2 separate regions of the Sus scrofa genome follow, and region 1 is linked to region 2. The links are chromatin contacts, called in public Hi-C maps. All regions are on one chromosome and are shown on one strand. The core of a region is the stretch at or near the end of the contact, and the rest is flanking DNA. Distances in the headings are between cores, read along the strand shown.

Region 1 (3,079 bases), core at 522-3,021, 69 kb before region 2:
TTCAGTGTCTCAGGGTCGGGTCTTCCCGAGGATACAGGGGCGGGTGGTGCCTCTCGCCTCCCAGGCGGTCCCAGCTCCGATTGCTGGGCCGAGGCGCCCGGCCCTGCTCATTGCTGCTGCGCACTGCGTGCCACCCGGACTTGTGTCCACAGAGAGCGGGTCATGGCATCTCCTCTCGACAAGTTCTTCTTGCCCATCAGGAATCTTAAATGTAGTGCTGCATCCTCCACCCAGTTTGGAAAATTGTGCTCAAGAACTGTTTCAGAAACTGTCCCCATCCAGGCCATCTAGGAGGAAAGTGAATCTTACGCAGGACACTTTTCGCTTACATTACCTGAACCTTTTCAGTTAAGTCAAGAATTATTGTAATCTGAATTTGATTCCTCACCTGCAAAATGTAGTTAGGCTAGACTACATCTTAAATCTCTGATCTAATGGTGCATCTGTACGTGGATGTGTTTGGTGAGAGGAGTGTGCTTTATTTTCCTCTCCCTTGCTCATCATAACGCTGGGACTGCTATGTAGAAGGAACACTTGGTACAACAAATGGCCTTCCTCGCTAAAATTTTCTAAGCCTGAAATTTCTTCCTTAGCACTGCCTGTGTCTTTACAACTTATCAAAATTTGTAGGGTGGGTAAAAGCAGTACTTAGAAATTTATAGCATTGCGTGCCTATGTTAGAAAAAAAAGAAAGATCTAAAATCAACCATCTAAGTTTCCATCTTAGGAAATAAGAAAAAGAGGAGCGAATTAAATCCAAAATAAGCGGAAGGAAAAAAATAATGAGATGATGAAAAGAAAGAAACCAATGAAACTGAAAGCAGGAAATCAACAGAGAAAAACTGATAAAACCAAAAGCTGGTTCTTCAAATAGTGAAATCAATAAACCTCTAGCCAGGCTAAGAAGAAAAGACACAAATTACTGATATCAGAAATGAAACAGAACATCACTACATATATCATGGACATTAAAAGTATTATAAATATTATGAAGAACTCTGTGCCTGCATATTTGATAAACTAGATGCAATGGTCTGATTCCCTCAAAGACACAATCTGCCAAAATTCCTAAGAAAAAAATAGATAACCTGAATAAGCCCATATCTATTAAAGAAATTGAATCAATAATAACCTTCTAAAACAAAGCAGGAAGCCCAGATGAGTCCACTGGTAAAATTCTAACAAACATTTAAGGAAGAAACCATACCAGTTTTCTACAATCTCTTTTAGAAGACACAAGCAAAGAGAATACTTCTTACTCATTCTGAGGCCAATATTACTCTAATCCCCAAACCAGACAGATATATCACAAGAAAACAACAGACCAATATTTCTTATGAACATAGATGCAAAATCTTCAAAGTATTATCAAATCAAAAAAATTAAAAAAGAAACACTATAACCAAATGGGACTCATTCCAGGTATGCAAGGCTGATTTAGTGTTCAAAAATCAACCAGTGTAATCCATCATATCAACAAGCTAAAGAAGAAAAATCACATGATCATATTAACAGATGCAGAAAAAGCATCTATTAATGCTTTTAAGAGTTCCTGATGTGGCTCAGCAGTAATGAACCTGACTAGTATCCATGAAGACATGGGTTTCCTCCCTGGCCCTGCTCAGTGAGTTAAGGATCTGGCATTGCCATGAGCTACGGTATAGGTCACAGATGTGGCTCAGATCCTGCACTGCTGTGGTTGTGGCAGTAGACCAGCAGCTGCAGCTTTGATTCAACCCCTGGCCTGGGAACTTCCATATGCCACAGGTGCAGCCCTTAAAAAAAAAGACAAAGAAAGAAAAAGCATTTAATAACATCCAACACCTATTCATGATTAAAAAACAAACCTCTTGGCAAACTAGGAATATAGAGGAACTTCCTTAACTTCGTAAGGAACATCTACAAAAAATGTACAATTACTACTATTCTTAATGATGAGAAACTAGAGGAATAAGGAAAGGACATCCCCTCCCACCACTACCTTTCAACAGCCTACTGGATGTCTTCGCTTATGCAGTAAGACAAAAAGGGGGAAAAGGTTGGGAAGGAAGAAATCAAGTGCCTTTGTTCATAGATGGCATGATTATGTAGAAAATTATAAAAAATTACTGTAGTACATTCAGACAATAGAATATTATTCAGTGTTGAAAAGAAATAAGGCATCTTTTGAAGCCATGAAAAGACATGTAGGGAACTTAAATGCATATTACCAGTGAAATAAGCCAATCTGAAAAGGGCACATATGATATAATTCTAATTATATAACATGGAAAAGGCAAACTATGAAGACAGTAAAATATCCATGGTTGCCAAGGGTGAGGTCAGAGGGAGAAAGGACCAGGCAGAGCAAAGCAGGATTTTGAGGGCAGTGAAAATATTACGTATGATGCTATAAAGGTGGATACATATCACTATACAATTGTCTAAACCCATTAAATGTACACCACCAAGAGTGAGCCTTAATGTAAACTATGGACTTCAGGCGTGTCTAAGCTCAGGAAGCTATAATGAAATACCATGGACCTGGTGGCTTAAACAACAGACATTTCACAGTTCTGGAGGCTGGGAAGTCCGAGATCAAGGTGCTGACAGCTTTGGTTCTTAGTGAGGGCCCTCTTCTGGCTTTGCAGGTGGCTGCCTTCTCACTGCATCTCCATAGGGTGGGAAGAGAGAGCATGTGCAAGCTCTGGTCTCTTCCCTTCCTCGGAGGACACTAATCCCATCATGGGATCTTCACCCTCAAGACCTCATCTAAACCTAATTACCTTTTCAAATATCCCACCTCCAGAAAATTTCACATTGGGGGTCTTTTTGGGTTTCAACATATGAATTTTGTGGGGATACAAATATTCAGTCCATTGCATGGGTAGAAGAAATGTTCTTGCTATACCCACATGGTGGACCATACAGTAACTTCATCAAACAGGAAATTCCAACAGACTCACATTAATACAATGGAAAAAAAGGTGGGAAGGGGTATTATTTGCTTCTAAAACCGATTCTTTTCCTTTGAAATATTCTAAAGTCAAAATTTTAATTTTTTTTTTCTTTTTAGGGCCACACCCGTGGCCTATGGACG
Region 2 (3,177 bases), core at 279-2,778:
TCTTACTGACTCTTTAAAATGGGGATATTACTTACCTTACAAAATATGGTAAAGATTATACAAGATTAGGGATATGAAATTTCCTAGCACATGCCACGTATAGTCGGCACTCAAATTTGAGTTCTAATTTTCCCATCCTGATACTAAATCAAATTAAAAATAAACACACAAACAAAACAACAAAAACCAACTTAGATCTGAGAATCATTTAACATATACAGTATGTGCTTTATTTCAGTAAGCGATTCAGACATGTTACATCTGTCACATAATAGTATCGAGTCTGAAAAACGTAGGTTATACCTCCAGTAGAACTCCAGACGGCTCGCTTTTTTTCAATCTGTAAACTACAGGTGTTGGCATATATTCCTGAACTGTTTTCCATCTTTAGAATCTTTGCTTCTATAATCCTTTGATTACAGAAACAAAAATACGCATATTCAAGCCTCCACTGTAATGAGAATTTTAAAGCATAATACTCTTAAGCATACTGTTTCTAACATGAGTCTGTTTTGAGACTTGAAAAAAAATTCGTCATTACCCACTGGTAAAAGAATGCCACTGTTTGCTTATAAATACTTAAATGCTTCAGTGATTTTGGTATTTCGGATCGCGCCGCGGGGAGTAAGGAAATATTTACAAAATAACAAAGCATGGCATCCTTGGGCTTTTGAGCCTGCGCATGCATTTGAAACTGACCCTCAATCGCGCAATAACTGACTAAGTGCTGGGCAAGCCGCGGTCGTGGGGCAACAGTGAGGACCTGGGGAACTGAGTGGGAGGAGCCCGGAAGCCGGGGGTTGAAGGCTTTCCTAGTGGGAAAAGGCGGCGCGGCGTCAAGCCCCGGCAAGGCGGGGAGAGCGGTCGACTGCGGAGGGGCGGGGCCCCGGGGGGTGCCGAGCGCGCCCCGCCGGGATCACGGACCGGCCCCCGCCTCGGGGCCGTGTGTAGGCGGCCGCTCGGGCCGAGAAGCCGGGCGGGCTCCCGGCGCGAGTCCGCCCCGTCCCGCCTCTTCCCCTTACCACGTAGCCCCCCCACACGTAGAGGAAGTTTCCGTCCACCACCGCGCAGTGGCCGCTGCGCTCCTCGGCCACACAGAACAGCTGTGAGTCCGCCATCCGCACCGTCGCTGGGGCCGGCCGGTCGGCGCGCCGCAGCCCCTTGCCCACGGAGCGGCCTCTCCTCCCGCCCGGCTCCTCCACGCACGAACGGAACGCGTCGAGGGTCGAGATTGGTGGGAAGGCGGCGGCAGTGCGGCTGCGCCGTCCCGAAGCCCGCCCGGGAAGCCGAGCCCTGGGCGGCGGTGCCAGTTAGGGATGCTTGAGGTCTGAGTAGGAAGGGAGGTTCCTGGGCTTCTCCGGATCCCGATTTCACTTGGGAGTATGTTGTGTGGGCAGTACCGCCTAACTCTGTATTTTATCCACTAGCCTAATGGATTTCTGGTCTATGGGCTTAATGCTCCTGTGACTTAAATCAATATATCAATATATTAATATATTAATGCTTTTTGAGGGTTTGCCTTTTCCATTCAGCCTCCATCTGAGATAGCCACAGAGGGAGGGAGAGAGAGAGAATGTGAGAGAATAAGAATTTTAAATATATACATATGTACTTTTTTTTTTAATTAGGTATTTTCTAGAGTTCTCTTCTAGTGCAGCGGGTTAAGGATCTGGCATTGTCACCTCAGCAACTTGGGTGGCTGCTGTGGTGCAGGTTTGATCCCTGGCCTGGGAAGTTCCACAGGCCAGGGGCTCAGCCCCCCCAAAACCCCTCAAAATAGCAAGCAGACACATTAGGAATTTCCTAAAACATATGCCAGCCAGCTATGGCCTGCAGGACAAATCTTTCCACTGCCTATTTCTGTAGCACCCACAAAGTAAAAATAGTTTCACGTTTTTTAATGGCTGAAAAAATTGAAAGAATATTACTCATGAAAATCATATACATCCAAATTTCGGCATCTCTGCATAAAGTTTTATTGGCACACAACCACCTTAATTTAAGTATTGTCTTTGGCAGCTCATGTAAGCCATGGAGTTGAATAGACAGAGCTGAGTAGCTGCAACAAAGACCAGAAAACTCCCATTGCAGGAAAATATTTACTTCCAGCCACTTCCAGAAAAAGCTGGCTTACCTTTGCTTTAAATTGTTACTTAAGTAAAACTAGAACCAAGAGGGAAGAAAATAATTATACCAGTGTCTATATATGTACTTGTTCAGAATTTCCCTTTGAAGAAAATTGGCTGCCCACCACCCAGAAGTTAATTTATTAATTTATTCAGTATATATTAAGTGCCTGCCAGCTGTAGATAGTTCATACTGAGGCTCTGTTAGAAACTCTCTGAAAAAATCTATTATTATTATTATTATTATTATTATTATTATTATTATTGTCTTTTTGTCTCTTTTAGGACCGCACCCTTGGCATATGGAGGTTCCCAGGATAGGGGTCCAATTGGAGCTATAGCTGCCGGCCTATGCCAGAGCCACAGCAACGCAGGATCCAAGCCACATCTTCCACCTACACCACAGCTTTTGGCAATGCTGGATCCTCAATCCACTAGGCGAGGCCAGGGATTGAACCCACATCCTCACAGATGCTAGTTGGGTTCATTAACTGCCAAGCCATGACAGGAACTCCAAGAATCAAGTATTAGTATTATTATTATTATTATTATTATTATTATACTTTTTAGGGCCACATATGTGGCATATGGAAGTTCCCAAGCCAGGGGTGGAATCAGAGCTGCAGGTGCTGGCCTACCCCATAGCCACAGCAACGCCAGATCTGAGCCGCATCTGGGACCTACACCACAGTTCACTGCATCTCCAGATCCTTGACCCACTAAATGAAGCCAGGGATGGAACCCACATCCTCATGGATGTAATCAGATTTGTTTCTGCTGCACCACAATGGGACCTCTAAGAATCAAGTATTATTGACACCCCAGAGCCTCAGAGTAGTAGATACTAAATGAATACTAAATATGTAGATAATAAATATCTGTTGACTAAATGAATAGACAAACTGAATTTTAAGATAAATTAGTCACAGTTCTACCACAGGGCACAGGGCTTCAATGTCTAGTCAGAGGGAAAGATATGTACAGAAATACATACAGTGTGGGATGAAAAGTGGCCTAGTAGGAATGTGGACAACATACAGCAGAAAAATGG

Evidence for each region. Hi-C and Micro-C count contacts between places; a contact is called where the count stands out from the background.
Region 1: a Hi-C map of liver shows a contact between it and region 2, with 3 times the contacts expected there. The contact joins the promoter of KLHDC2 here to the promoter of KLHDC1 in region 2. A contact is called at or near these places in 2 of 5 promoter capture datasets (both in liver), 18 of 47 Hi-C or Micro-C datasets (adipocytes, blood, brain and 10 more) and 2 of 2 datasets of contacts at active chromatin or transcription factors (alveolar macrophages and skeletal muscle).

The regions. Positions count from the first base shown.
Region 1 is chr1:179,607,718-179,610,796 of Sscrofa11.1, reverse strand. It overlaps KLHDC2 (kelch domain-containing protein 2), which reads right to left and starts at 1,771. Exons shown (of 13, transcript XM_001925208.7): 1 at 1-1,771.
Region 2 is chr1:179,538,576-179,541,752 of Sscrofa11.1, reverse strand. It overlaps KLHDC1 (kelch domain-containing protein 1), which reads right to left and starts at 1,528. Exons shown (of 12, transcript XM_021101387.1): 1 at 1,023-1,528. The coding sequence starts at 1,118.